Linked DNA regions of Mus musculus: regions 2, 3 and 4 are each linked to region 1. The links are chromatin contacts, called in public Hi-C and promoter capture Hi-C maps. All regions are on one chromosome and are shown on one strand. The core of a region is the stretch at or near the end of the contact, and the rest is flanking DNA. Distances in the headings are between cores, read along the strand shown. Region 1 holds the start of Dipk2a (divergent protein kinase domain 2A). Region 2 overlaps Gm31588 (a long non-coding RNA gene). Region 3 holds the start of Plscr2 (phospholipid scramblase 2). Region 4 holds the start of Plscr4 (phospholipid scramblase 4).

What was found. Promoter capture Hi-C pulls out the DNA fragments that hold promoters and counts their contacts. Hi-C and Micro-C count contacts between places; a contact is called where the count stands out from the background.
Region 2: a Hi-C map of the G1E-ER4 cell line shows a contact between it and region 1, with 4 times the contacts expected there. The contact joins the enhancer-like site here to the promoter of Dipk2a in region 1. A contact is called at or near these places in 2 of 39 promoter capture datasets (the C10 cell line and hippocampal neurons), 2 of 484 Hi-C or Micro-C datasets (the G1E-ER4 cell line and cortical neurons) and 7 of 115 datasets of contacts at active chromatin or transcription factors (astrocytes, embryonic forebrain, forebrain and 4 more).
Region 3: a contact with region 1 is called in a promoter capture Hi-C map of neutrophils, with 4 times the contacts expected there. The contact joins the promoter of Plscr2 here to the promoter of Dipk2a in region 1. A contact is called at or near these places in 11 of 39 promoter capture datasets (the 3T3-L1 cell line, 3T3-L1-derived adipocytes, the HPC-7 cell line and 6 more), 2 of 115 datasets of contacts at active chromatin or transcription factors (cardiomyocytes and large pre-B cells) and 1 of 9 other capture datasets (adipose tissue).
Region 4: a contact with region 1 is called in a promoter capture Hi-C map of embryonic stem cells, with 6 times the contacts expected there. The contact joins the promoter of Plscr4 here to the promoter of Dipk2a in region 1. A contact is called at or near these places in 7 of 39 promoter capture datasets (3T3-L1-derived adipocytes, cranial neural crest, embryonic stem cells and 4 more), 1 of 484 Hi-C or Micro-C datasets (uterus), 4 of 115 datasets of contacts at active chromatin or transcription factors (the 230-238 cell line, embryonic forebrain, fibro-adipogenic progenitors and 1 more) and 1 of 9 other capture datasets (adipose tissue).

The regions. Positions count from the first base shown.
Region 1 is chr9:94,536,462-94,539,968 of GRCm38.p6, forward strand. Dipk2a (divergent protein kinase domain 2A) reads right to left here and starts at 1,620. Exons shown (of 3, transcript NM_001033145.2): 1 at 758-1,620. The coding sequence starts at 1,414.
Region 2 is chr9:92,224,602-92,228,108 of GRCm38.p6, forward strand. Gm31588 (a long non-coding RNA gene) reads right to left here. Exons shown (of 6, transcript XR_871012.2): 1 at 2,563-3,507. Among named protein-coding and RNA genes, the nearest start is that of Gm31588, 3.8 kb to the right of the region's middle. Within about 2 kb of position 1,685, at least 23 of the 459 cell types and tissues checked have an H3K27ac peak or open chromatin away from gene starts, as enhancers often do. A contact at or near this core is called in the G1E-ER4 cell line, where this site is marked.
Region 3 is chr9:92,273,813-92,277,319 of GRCm38.p6, forward strand. It overlaps Plscr2 (phospholipid scramblase 2), which reads left to right and starts at 1,790. Exons shown (of 8, transcript NM_008880.3): 1 at 1,790-2,201.
Region 4 is chr9:92,455,861-92,459,367 of GRCm38.p6, forward strand. It overlaps Plscr4 (phospholipid scramblase 4), which reads left to right and starts at 1,518. Exons shown (of 9, transcript NM_178711.3): 1 at 1,518-2,065.

The DNA.
Region 1 (3,507 bases), core at 370-2,869:
CACACCTACTGGACAATCGCTGCCCAAGGGCACAGCACTTTAGCGGGGGGGGGGGGGGTGTTTGAAACAAATTACTCCAAAAATAAACCGGATTCCTTTCTCTTATCTATTTTCTTCTTGCCGCCACCAGTAAAACGATTCCATTCTATCCTCCTAAAAGGCACGTTTATTTTCGAAATGAAGTCAAGAAAAAGCAAATAAGTCAGTTGGGCTAGAGGCCAAAACCCTTTTCCTTAGATCCTAGCTCCAACCTAAAAAAAAAAAAAAAAAACACTTTAATTCCTTCCTTAACCGGATTACCATATGACTAGGGCAGGCCACAGCATCAGGATGCAAAAGTCCGTCTTGGCCTTTAGCCTTCCCAGCCCAAATCTAACTCTTTCCCCCATTTCCTAGCTTCTAATTCCACGCAAAGCACGAGTCACGAATTAGCTCCCTTCACTTTACCACCACCCCACTCTCTGATCTCATCTTTCCCACCTGGTCCCAGAACTAGCTGATTGACTAACAGGGAGATGATCTAAGAAATAAAACAAAGACAGACTCGGGGAAGTTAGGCTAGCCAGGCGGGACAGCAAAGGACGTGTGCCCAGGGTGCCCAAGTCCTCGGAAAGAGGTACAAGGGCTCGCTATCGCACTGACACTGGCATCCAGACTGGGACGAGCGGGAGGGCGGAAGGAAACTCGCGAAGAGGCATTTTGGGAGAGTTGGGGACGCACTCCCTCTGGCGTCGAAGAGCCCCGCGCCCGCGCCTACCTGTAGCACCAGCGGCTCGGGGTTGAAGGCCAGGGTGAGCAGCAGCTGCATGCGCTCGGAGTCCTTGAGGTTACGCAGCAGGAAACTGCCCGAGTCCTTGGTCTCCGCGTAGCGGCGCACCAGGCGGTCCAGCAGGCGCTGCGAGGGGCAGTGCACCAGGTCCGACCAACCCTCCACCGCCTCCGGCGTGAGCAGCCGCACGTCGCCGTTGAGACGCGCGAACTCGGTGCGGGGCATGGCCTGGAGCAGGTCGCAGCGCGGCCGGCCGGTGGCCCGCTTGCAGATGCTCTGGTCGAGCTGCGCCAGCTCGCGCTGCGAACCCAGGCGCTTGAGCACCACGCGCCGGCGGCCGCCCTCGCGGGGCTCGCCGTACTGCGCGAAGTACACGTTCTTCACGTTGAGGAAGTCCAGCAGGCGCAGGCGGCCCCACGTCTCGAAGCCCACCTGGCCGTTGAGGAAACGGCGGCACCAGCTCGTGCCGAAGCACGCCGGGCACTTATTGAGCTGCAGGAAGCGCCGGTCGGCGAGCTCGTTGCGCTGCCAGGAGGCGAGCAGCGACGGCGAGTGCAGCAGCATCAGCACCAACAGGCTGCCGAGCGCCGCCAGCTTCAGTGCACGGGACAGGCGGCCCAGCTTCAGGGGCACCAGGCGCCACATCCCGCCCGCGCGCGGCAGCGGCCGGGGCCGGGGCGGGCGAGCGCACCCCGCCGGGCCGCCCCACGGCGCCGAGGCCCGCGGCGCAGACGGAGGGCGGCAGCGAAGGAACCCGAGGACGGGCTGCGCCGGCCGAGCGCGGCGACTTCCCGATCGGCTGTCTCCACAACTCCCGGTGCCCTCCTCCGAGCTCCCCGCCCTCCGACTCCGCGGGCGCCGCCTCCTTGCCCGCCAAGTTATAGAGGCGCGGGGAGGGGGGGGGGGAGGAGGGAGCGCGGGAGCCGCGGTCGCGCGCACGCGCACTCCCGCCCGGGACGCTTGAGCTGCGCCTTGCTGGGTCCCGGGCGAGCAGCGCGCGCGGGGGCGAGTGAGGAGTCCCGGACGCCTCACACTCGAGAAGCTACGGTGCGAGGAGGGGAGGAGAGGATGCGGCGGGGCCCCCACGCGCGGGCACGCCCGAGAGCGAGGGGCGGGGCCGGGGGCGGGGCGAGCGCGCCCCCGGGAAGCGTCAGCGCGAGCTCGCGGGGAGGCGGTGGAGAGGGTGGGTGGAGGGCGCGCCCGGGAGGGCGGAGCTCGCCAGCTCCGCCACCGGAGACCTTCAGTAACGGCTACTCTGGGGTGACTGTCGGGCTACACAGGCGCCCCGGAGGCCTTTGTGGGAAGGTCATTGGAAGGGAGAGGGCGGAGGCAAGCGGGAGCAGAGAGGCCCATCCTGGGAGCGGGAGGAGGTGGGGCCGAAGCCTGGGGGCGGGGCTGGAGTGGGGCCGGGCCAGGTCCTGGGGGCGGGGCCTGGCCGCCCGCTCCGGGCCTTATATGGTGTGGCGCGCGCTTGTTCTTTTGACTGGCGGGACCTCTGGGTCGCGCGCTTTGTGCCGCCGTAGGGCCTGCGGGCAGACAGTGGGCCAGCGGTTAGGGACCGGAATGCCGCTGCAGGGCTGGCGATGTATCTGCGGAGGCTGAGTTACGGTTTCGCTGAGTGAGCACTGGCGGGATGAGGTCCTTCCTCACCGGCGCCGCCCGCCGGGTCCCCGAGGAGCCCGGTTCCCCCATGCTTCACAGGCTGGGCCCAGGCCTGCCTTGCGGCCAGGACGCGTTGCTGTGGCGATGACCCCAGGGAGCCAGGCCGTCAGGTGCCGCACCTGTGCGGTCTAACCAGCTCCTAACAGCAGACTGCGGAAATAACCTGGCCTAACGCGCGTGGGGTTAAGTTTTAGAAGGTCTGGGATCTTCAGCAGTAACTTCAAAATATGTTCTATTAGAATACTTTTTTTTTCTTTAACTTTTAGCACTCCTGTGATTGTTGGTCGAGTGGATAGCTAGCTAATTCCTGGTCGCTGTTAAATATACTTTTACTGCGCTGATTTTTAGAGGTCAAACAGGAAAATCATAGTAAGTAGTAACGGGTATGCAAAGAGTAACTACTGAGACAGTGAGACTTATCTATACAAGATCGTGAATCACTTTCCCGAATTTTCTGTATTTGATTGTAGCATGAGGACTCGCTTCTGGAAGAATACGGGTAAGGTCAACGTTTTGTGTTTGGTGATGTAGGAGTTCAGTCTTTGGAAGAAATTTTCAACGTGGTGGTGATTTTTACAGGCTACTACAGAATACAAATTTTAAGATGTTAGCCTTCAAAGGCTTATGCAAAATGGCTGAGAAATTTGGCTGATAGAAAAAGAGCATCCCATGTTTCCTTTGGCAGAAATTTGATTTAACTTGCTCATCAAGCATCCCCCAAATCCATACAATAAGGTTATGTAAGCAAAGGCTCAAATGAAGTTTCCTCTGGAGTGTCTGGAGCGACTGGAGACTAGAACTGCATGGTTCATTTGTGCTGCTGAGGCAGAGTTGTAAACGAAGCGAATAATTACTAACCTGTGTGTTGTCTTCAACACCCCGTCTACATGCTAGACAATGTGTGGAATCACTTTAAAAACAAAATCAAAATATTCTTTCTGCATTTTATCAGTGTAAACAAACAAGGTTATTTTACTCAACACAAATTGCTTTGCTTAAAACTAGTTTATATTTTAACAGCTCTGAATTTAGGGAGTCAGTGGTGGCCTTTCTGCCTTAGTCCCTCTCCTAAGAGT
Region 2 (3,507 bases), core at 435-2,934, 2.3 Mb before region 1:
TTAGAAGCTGCTTTCAATGTAAGCTTAGCTTCCCAAACAAAAGGAAGAGGAGCAGAAGCACCAGGAGATAAGATGAAATGCTATGTCTAATGATGGCATTCCAGTGCCACCACAGGACCTCCAGGGACACAGGCACAAGGCCACTCTTCTGTCTGCCAGGCCACAGACATGCAAAAGGAGCAACAGTCTGGACTATGAATGCATGAAGCAACTGTGTCATCAAACTAATACAAAAACAGCATAGATGGTCATATATATGCAACAATAACACAGAGGGGGAAAGCATGTCTTAGTGGACCTCAGTGTGTTCAAAGAAGCAAAGGCCAAGCAAGGGTTGAAAATGAAGAGGAAGGAGACAGCATATGATATTTTGAAATGATATCCTGGCCACAAAGGTTAGGAAATGCAGAATAAGGCCAAGGTTGAACAGGCAATAGACGGCTGATGTCTTCATCTAGGATTTTATGTAAGGCCAAGGCAACTTCTCTGCAGGCTAGTGGTCCCAGCACTGTTGTGACAGCTGCCATGAGATAGACCTCTCTTTTCAAAACTTCAATTCTTTTTTAACTGTTAATTTCTGGAAGAGTTTGACAGCACTGACTGTATTTGATCCTGACAATATTCCAATTTCTTTCAGATTCTTTATTGAAGCAAAAAGCAAAAACCAAAAAGGCTGTTAAGAGAAATATCAGTGAATTGAACACTAAGACTTGGGGATGATCACATGTTCCTACATCAAAAATTAAATCCCATAGACACCTCCCAACCAAAAGTTCTCTTGAATGCCATAGATATTTGGATCCAAAACCCCAAAGTCCCAGAAATGTGAAAGTACACATACAAAAATGCCAAAAAGTATAGGTCAAAGTATAGGTATAGGTCAAAAAGTCCTCACAAGTAGACAAGCACTAGATAACTCTGGAAGGTGAGAGAAGAAATAGACTCTTTACTAGTGGGATTTTGAGACTGCACAGATGTCAGGCTCAACTATTAACATGTATAAGCTTCCTCTGCAAACCTTCAAGGCAATTATTTTCTTACTATAGTGCTGGACTTCACGGACATCCTGATATCCATGCCCCCTTTCTGCCACTTACTTGCTGAGTCCCTGGAAAGCTCCTGTAGCATCAGTAACAAACCAATAGCCATCATAGCTCCAGGAGAGATGCTAAGACAAATCAAGGAATCAAGGCCAAACTTCAGAACCCAGACTGGTTCCCTGGCATGCATGGAGATCCTGCTGCAGCTACAGTCAGAGCTGGTTACACAAAGGCCTGGAAAGAATGAATTTCACTGACAAACCAGACTATTCCATCAGCTATCAGTTTTCATGTTCCTCTTGACTGCCATAGCTCAGATGGCTTGTGGTTTAGACCCGTCAACCCATGCAGCCCTGATTTCACACCCATCAATTTGTTCATGGCCTTTAGAATTTATTGTAATCTAGCCAATAACACTCTCAACAAATGAGGTTTATCTAAATCATGTAATCACCCTTCACAGAGAAGTTGAAAGTATGGATACTTAACATCTGGTACATTCCAGGGACACACCTTGGTCCTTCAAAACCTGACAGTTCTGGCTCTTCAACTAACTGACTGAGCCATCCCCATTCTTGGCAACACTACTACCTTGTGGGCCTTGTAGTCCATGACACCAATTAGTAACTCAGTTCTGTTCACCCCCACTCCAGGAAAAGTGACATCAAGTACTCACTGGCCTAAGGCCACTGAAAATTCTCCCTCATCTGACTCATCTTCCTTGTAGATCTAGCTGCTGTGATAGAGCAGACCTGCAACCTCTCGTAGATCTGGAGTATCAGAACTTGAAGAAGATAGCCTCACATGGGCCTCTTTAGTACTTCCTCATGAAAGTAAAAATTAGGGGATGGGGCAGTCTTGAGACATATTTTATTCTTGTTTCCTGTCCCCTAAGTGCCATATCCTTGCAAACCAAACTCACACGGGGAAGTTCTGTAAACAGTTTTTCAGACTTTTGTATCTGTGCTAACACAGCACTTGATCCTGTGCTTTCGGAGAAACAGCTGGACTCAGCTACAACTTCTAGTTTGACCAGACTTGCAAGCACCGGTTCACATTGCTACAAAGTGTCTTCTGCCATGTCTCCTCTCTCAGTAGGCGTTTTGCTGTTACAATTAAGAAATTAAGTTCCAACCACTCAGAACATTTGGAGTGTAACATTTTTATTAAATGATCAAGCTTGGTTGTTAACTTTAAAAATATTTTATGGATCTTATGGTCTTAATACGGATATTTAAAAAGAGTAAAGTTGTCAAATATTAAAACAAAGATTACAGAAATGTTAACTGTCGTTGTCACCACACCCCCCAGAGAACATATCTTAATACCTCTTTATCCGTTTCTAACCACAACAGTCACCAGGGCATCTCCTAACAAGACTACCATGCCCACAGGGTTGGTAAAGAGCACAGAGATTAACCTCTCTGGAGATGGTTAGGGAACACTGTCTGCCTTATTTTATGCAAACAACCACTTATATAGCAGAAAACTATCAATTAATTGTTATTGGTTAACACACTACCTCAGATTGGACAGTGAGCTCTCTTGTCACCAGGGTCTCTATGCAAAAGGAGCACAAGGAAGGAGCCATGAAGACAATCCAGCTGCAGGTTATTCATGTCACCTCAGAATTCAGTGTTCTGACTTCTGGGAATTCTCAGGAGCATGGTGTGCCATGCTCCTAATTTAGAAGCACAGAGTGCCAGGTAGGCTGACAGCCAGTCATGCCTGCATTTTATCCTTCAGTTAACAGACCTTGGAAAATTCAGTGACTAGAAAAGTACTCAAATAAGATAAGTATTTTCTGTGCCTTTTGAAATAGAGCTTTTGGGTGGGTTGTCTACCCTCTCGGGCAGCAAGGGTAGATCCAACTTTGGTAGGTGGAAACGATCCCAGCTAGTGAGCTAGTTGGGGCCAGGACCAACATCAACCTTTCAAAGGCACACCACTTACTGTTTTGTGTCTGGTTGAAGCCTCTAGAGAAAGCCAACCTGCAAATCTCTGTTGAATAGAGTATTTCAATCGTCCACCTAGCAAATGGGTGTGGATGCTGGGGCTGAGGAAGTATCTAAAATCACTACCCTGTTGCTGGGGTGATGGCTCAGTCAGGCAGAAAACTGCTTGTTATGAAAGCATGTAGACCCAGGTTCAGATCATAGGCATCTATATAAAAAGCCAGATGACAGTACACACCTGTCATCCCAGTGATAGAGAGGCAGGCAAGAGGATCTCTCAGGCTCGCTGGCCAGCCAATCTAGCCTGGTTGGGTGAACTCCAAGGTCAGTGGGGGACTCTGTCTTACAAAATAAGGAAGAGAACAATTTAGGACCAGACTTCGGGCCTCTATATAATTTACATACACATGCACACACACACACACACACACACACACAATACACAATCACTATGTATGATTCAGATATCGATTGCTATGCTTCATACATTTCTATATAACTGCAAAAGCATA
Region 3 (3,507 bases), core at 540-3,039, 2.3 Mb before region 1:
GAGGGGCTAGGGGATTTTCGGAGGAAAAACTAGGAAAGGGGATAACATTTGAAATGTAAATAAAGAAAATATCTAATTAAAAAAAAAAGAATGAAATAGCAGGAAAAATTTCAAGCTTGACAAGTACAAAAAGGAAAAATCTCCAGAAAGCAGCTGGACGCAGCCCTTGAGGAGAGGCCTGTACTGGGGGTAAGGAAAATAGATTTGGAGCAGACACACAGAGGAAAGAAAAGACCCTGGAAAAGCAGGAGGGGAAGGGGATGCCCAAGTTGAAAACCCACTTTTCTCAAGAGCTCGTTTTTGTTGTTTGGTTTTTTTTTTTTTCCCCTGAAGAGTCTTCCTCCCCTAGTTCAGGGCTTGTCATTTTAAAGATAGACAGGATGGTGGATCGGTCCACAACTGTTATATAAACATGGCCTGATCTGATCTGGTGAACTTGTCCAGAGAATCCATCAGCAGGGGTGAGGGGATGAGAGGCTAAGGAGAGGAGAAACCCTCTTTGAGGCCCTTGGTTTAGGCTGACTGGTTTTCACCTCTGATCAAGGGTGAGGAAGAAGCCTTTCATTATGTAGTCATGGCTCCCCCGCTCCCCCCCCCCCTTTGTCTGCCTATCAGGAGCTCTACTAGTCCCTCTCTAGAATTTTTATCTGTTGAGGAGTTTTTAAAAATTCTGTAGTCATTTTGTGGGGAGCAGTGAAGGGAGGCAGGAGAAACAGTCCAGCTTTGTGTGAAAGAAAAGCGAACTCAGGAAGTGAGGTGTCTGATGATTAACAAGTACACTTAAAGTTTAGACTTTACTGTGGTTGAGAGGTCACGAAAGCACTGAAAAGGGAGAGTCCAGAGTGCACCACACAGACAGGCTGAGCTGGGCCATGTGAGGAGAGGGGAGGGGAAGAGGAAGGCAGTAGAAGGGAGATAAGAGATGGTCTGCCAACTAAGGAGGGGATAGCCGGGGACAAGAGACTGGCCAAGAGGGTAAAGGATAGACCAAAAAACAAAACAAAACAACAACAACAAACCAAACAAACAAGGAAAACACCTAAAAAACAACAACCACAAACCAAACAAAAAGCAAGGCAAACCAAAAAAACATCCAGGTAACTTACATGATTGGATTTTATAGGGAAGAGCAGCCCAGCCTGTTGGCTGGAGGAGAATTTAGGGTACCAAACCAAATATGGCAGTCAGGCCCTGAAACGGGTAGGGAGTGAGGGATGCAGGGAGAACCAGGTAGCCAGCATTCAATTTCATATGTTAATGGAACTCAGCCCTTTGTCTCTGGTTTGAGACCTACTAAAGAGACTATTTCCAGCTTTTGTACTCAAGCTTGCATACTCTTCTCAATGACTAGAACATCTACAAGACATATATGTTAAAATTAGACTCTGCCTCCAGGTAGACAAAACACAAGCAGTCTTGTGGGTTTGGCTTGATATGACTAGCTGTTGCATCTGGAGAGCACTCTGGGTTGCCGTTCTGGTGCCATGAATATCGAGTGGCAGTATTTAATAAAGCCTCTTATTAAAACTTACCTGTGGTGGTGGTGAATCTCGGAGTGACCCCAGACCCATAACAGTCATAGGGAGACTCCGTCTCAAAGAGGCTCATTCACCTGAATGTGAACAACTGTCCCAAGATTGTGACAAAAATATAATAAGGAAAAATAATATTGGTGGTCCTACCGGCTCCTGCTGGTACTCAGTAGAAGAAGTTAGGCATTTGAGAACTATCGGGATATGCACTCTGACTCTCCTAACACAAAACAAAACAAAACAAAACAAGAAGGAAGGGAAAGCATTCCTGAGTCTCCTTTTGAATCAGTGCCAGCATTTGAAGAATGCAGTGGAGGTCAGAGTAAAGGGAATGCCAGTAAGTGTTCCTTTGGCGTTCCAGAACTGTGCACAGACCAGATATTCATTTCTACTGAGAGCCTCTGCCAGGAGCAGCTAACAATTCTCAAAGGACTTAGAACTCAGACAGGGTTTCAATTTGGTTGCGTATCTTTCCAGTCAGGAAAAGGAAATCTAAAGACTCAGGAAACAAAACCTAAACTGCCTCAAAGTCCAGGTGCTTTTTCTCCCTGACTTTAGTCTAGTGGAGTAGTGCAGCACCTATGCCTTTCTGAGAGGAGTCTGGAGAGCTGAGTCGCTGCTGGTGCTAGGATTCTAGGAATTCGCCTCACTTGGAGCTGCATGAGAAAGGTAAGCCAGATGCCCTCTAAAGAGATCCATGACCTTCACCGGACCCAGAACTTTTATAAGCCCTGCGAAGAGAAATCTGAGGGTGGAGATTTAAGCTGGAAGTTAGGAAAGGTGACCAAGAAGGTGACTGGGAAGGGGAGGTGGGCACACGGGCAAGGGAAGTACCTCTGCCTGGAGAGGTAAAATGTAGTTCAGTCAGGTTTGTCTGTGGGCAGGTAGGAGTTTCGGGTTATTTTCCTGTATCTTGTAACAAGCAGCCAGCCAGTTATTCACTTGTCCAGTGGATATTGCCTTTATGTGTTCTATTTCTTTCCATTTCAAGCCTCTTGGTTGTAAACAAAATTTCCTGTTTTATTAGGAGAAGGCTCTTAACTTATTGGAGGTCAGAGGCACCTCTTGTACTTTTGTAAAACAAACAAACAACCCCGTTAATTTTAGACACAAAGAGGCCGAAAGTACAGCGACTCCTCATGACTGAGTAATCAGACTTTGACAGCTGGCAGTTGGAACCAGTACCTGGGAGGTCTCACACATACGTTCAAGAGTAACTTGGCCCAGATAGCTCACCTCCAAGGGCCACTCTCAAAAGACAGTTATAGCTATAAACCATATTATTTAACAAGCAAGTGGAGTACCCGCATATCTATAGACAAAGCAGGAGCGTTAAGGCCAGTAATTGTTCTTATCGGTTTTAGTTAGACACACATTCCCTTTTAAGAGGGTGTTTTGAGAGTCTGCTTGCCTCTTTCTTGCAGCATATTTTATTAACCTTTTACGAATATCATTTCTGGTCTAGTGACTGCTATTACCTTATGCCTCTGCTTGTTATCCCCCTGGCCAGAGTCTATACCATTTGTACAGGGTGCTTTAAGCCAGGAGCTATGCCACTTATGATACCAAATGAGAAGATAATGGAGTTGCATATGCCATAAATAATACCTGGGAAGTAGTAGATGGCTCTTTTCTACTTATTTTTCTCCTACCTAGCATCCCATACCACATCCTGTCTGAAAAGATCACATGAGGCCCCAGTTCAACTTAATAATACCATTTCACAGTTAAGTGCAATCCTTAATCAAGGCCATCGAGGAGGGGGATTAGAGAAACATATCACAAAGCCTGCTAGCTATTGAAGGATAAGTATTAATTGGAACCCAAACTAGGCTTGGCATTTTATAGTACCAAGAGCTCAGAAAAGACAGAGCAGACTGTGTGTGCCCACACTGCCCACTCAGGCTGCCTGAGTGTGACCCTCTCTCAACTCCTTCACATCCGCAGACTCTGGACCAGTCTCCATGTATACTGT
Region 4 (3,507 bases), core at 268-2,767, 2.1 Mb before region 1:
GAGAAGGCAGAGGGTATGGGGAATGGGGAAAAGGAATGGGAAAGTGTAGTGGGAAGAAGCTTGGATAACAACCAAGTATATTGACACATATGTAAGAAGATGTCACAATGTAACCCTTTACTTTGTGTGTGTAAGTATCTGTTTTAAAAGTCAACATAATATACAGCATAAAATATGCTAAGATTTTAGAAAGGCTGTGGAATCATCTCAAAGGTTGTGCCAGAAAAGAAAAGCAGACTTAGAGGCTCAAGAGAACGGAAAAATACAGATACAAGCAAGCAAGCAAGCAAGCAAGCAAGCAAGCAAGCAAGCAAGCAAGCAAGCAAGCAAAACCAGTTAAGTCAAGAAATCACACGGGGCAGTGGTGGCATATACCTTTTATGCCAGCACTCGGGAGGCAGAGGCAGGCAGATTTCTAAGTTCCAGGCCAGCCTGGTCTACAGAGTGAGTTCCAGGACAGCCAAAGCTACACAGAGAAACCCTGTCTCGAAAAAAAAAAAAAAAAAAAAAAAAAAAACCAAACAAACAAAGAAAGAAAGAAATCACACACATGGGACACTATAAATGCTGCCTTTTTTTTTTTAATCTAAGTTTTGTCAAAACCCAAGTAACTGATGGCTGACCCAAATGCCATATTCTGTATAGTTTTACAGCTTGTGCGTTTGTGAACATTACAGTAAAAACACAGGATTGAGGAAATGGAACCTGGGGAAACTTTAATTTTACTGAACTGCTCCATTACTGACATTAAGACTGTTGTAAACACAACACAAAACACCTCTCCCTCCCCAAGAGTGTCAAAGAGACAGAGGCACGTTGCAGTAGGGATTCATAAAGAAAGTGTGTATCAGCCCCCACCCCCAAACCCTCAGGAATTCAGGCTGGACACCTGCTCTGGAAATGCAAAAGCCCATGAATTCTGCGGTGGCTCATGGCTCCTGAGTGCCTATGTGGTTGGCTCATAGCTCCTGAGTGCCTATGTGGTTGCTCTCATATATTTGATTTGTCTTCCAAGCAATGCTTCACAGACATGATTTTTTAAAATTTTATTTTAATTAGGTATTTTCTTCATTTACATTTCCAATGCTATCCCAAAAGTCCCCCATATATCCCCCCACCCACTCCCACTTCTTGGCCCTGCCGTTCCCCTGTACTGAGGCATATAAAATTTGCAAGACCAATGGGCCTCTCTTTCCACAGACATGTTTTGATCTTGAATGCTTTTGGTATCTCTCATGAGGCCAATCTAGATATTCACACTCACAAGCTCAATTTCTTGGTCCCTCTAACAAACTCAAACCATTACATCTCGCTAAGACTTTGATGTCAGTTTGTTTGTTTCATGCTTTCAATAAAAGGCTGTATTTCTTCATTTGAGAAGTATTCTTGGCAGATATTACCGACCAGAACATTATTAATTGTTAAATCTATTCTGACAAATCATGTGCGAGGGAAAATGGAAAATTCCAGAACTCCACCCCCATGTAAACTCCTCCCAGAGCGCAGCCTGCAAGGCCAAGTTCTCGGCAGCTTCTTCAGGTCAGGCTGTGCCCAGTTGTGGTTCTGAGTGAGGTCAAAGGACATTTGGTTCGTCCACTTCCTTCAGCTAACTGTACCGGACCGAACCACTTTAATTTGATAAAACTATGTGTGCCTGACAGCAGCAATTAACCAAGTAACCAAAGTCCTCTTTAGAGAGTCAGAAATCTTGAGCCTGCTTCTACCCCCACCAGCACCCCAGTCCTAGTCCCTCTCCCTCCCAGATCAAACTGGTCTCCTCCAGGGATGGGAATGAGAGCCGAGCAGTGAGGCTGGTAGACCAGCTGCTTCCCGCCACCAGCAGAGGAGCGGTTCGGAGCTCAACCCCGCGGGCTTCGCTGGCGCCCACAACTTGTTTACCCTGCGTTTGGCTAGGGTTCAGGACGCCGGCGCCCCACCCTGCAGGAAGCCCTCCCGGGAAGGCTCCCCCGGCTGCCCCGCGTGGATCGTCCCAGCTCCTCGGCGCCTCTCGCCTTCCCCCAGGCAGGACAGCGAGCTCAGCCGGCGACGCCTGCAGCTGCGGGCGGTGAGAGGGGCCAGCGGGGAGCGGGGGACCCTGGGAGATTAGGGGGATGCGGGATGGAGGGCGCGGGCTCCGTGACAGTGGAGGAGGCGGGGCAGCTCAGCCGCAGGTGGTTGCGCAACTTTCGCTTTGTGGAGCGGGGTGGGGTTTCTTGTGTTGGGGTCCGCTTGGTTTCCCCCGGCTCTTGATAGGACAATGGGGTGCTGGGTGAAGGCTCTATGGGAGCATCATTCGGCCCTGGTGACATGAACTCTCGAGGGTGCAGGCCCTTCCCAGGAGACCCTCTCCACACTTTTCCCTCTTGCACCAGTGGAGCCTGTCCCCTCCTTGCAGCTCTGTGGGTCTCTCCTAGGGCCTTGGGCATAGATGTTTTCAGATAACTTTGCAAGGTTTTACTGGCAGGGGCTAAAAGATAGAGACAAGTTTTTGTTTGTTTGTTTGTTTGTGTCCCCCCCCCCCATTACTTTACAGAGTACAATATTAGCCTTTTAGGACTTAGAATTTTATATCTTATATTGTGTGGATGTACCCACTTTTAAGAACCGCAGTATGTTTGCGCTTTTATTTTGTCTATAGTAGTTTAAGTGGAGCCAGCAAGAGTAACAGAAGTATATTATGAAGACATTATGCAGTAAGGTTGATTTCCAAGATACTTCTGGGATACAGATGTTACTGCAGAAGTAAACACACAACCTCCACCTTCCAGCTCCTTGTTATGGGAAATAAGGAAGCAAGGCATTATGTAACCCTTAAAGTAGCCACACTGTCACATTGTATGGCCCAATGACATCACCAGAACAGAGGACACAAAGATGGCACATTATGCATAATTTAAGTGCCTAGGGACAATAACAAAGTTAATAAGCATTCCAGTTGCATCACACTTTGTAAGTCTTTTGAGGCTCAACTACAGGAAAGTACAGTGAAAACACACTTTAGTATAAATAACAGAAAAATGACAAATTTATTTAAACTATGAATTGTGGATAAAAATATGAATATGAAACTCCAAGTATTAAAATTATGCTACACATGAGACCCCAATAAAATTTATTTTCTTAGGTGAAAATATCATGTCCCTTAAATAATACATAATTAAACAGAATCGTAACTCATTCATAGTTTTAAACTGGCTCTTTAGCTAGACTATTTGAAAGAATTGCCACACTGCAATTTAAATGAAATACATGGCAGCTTGTTTTATATTAAAAAAAAAAGGGGGTATTCTAAAGAATGAACAGACAGTAGAATGATCCCAGACATTACAATAAAACTGAAGAAAGAGATTTAAGGATAAAATAAAAATGGGTATTTAATAAACATACATTTTAAGTCAGTAAAAGGGGACTGGCAAATAACATTTAAATTGATTATAATTGGAGCACTCGGCATTTATTTGGGTAAACTAATAATAAAACTGTTATTATAGTTAATATAAAGTGTGT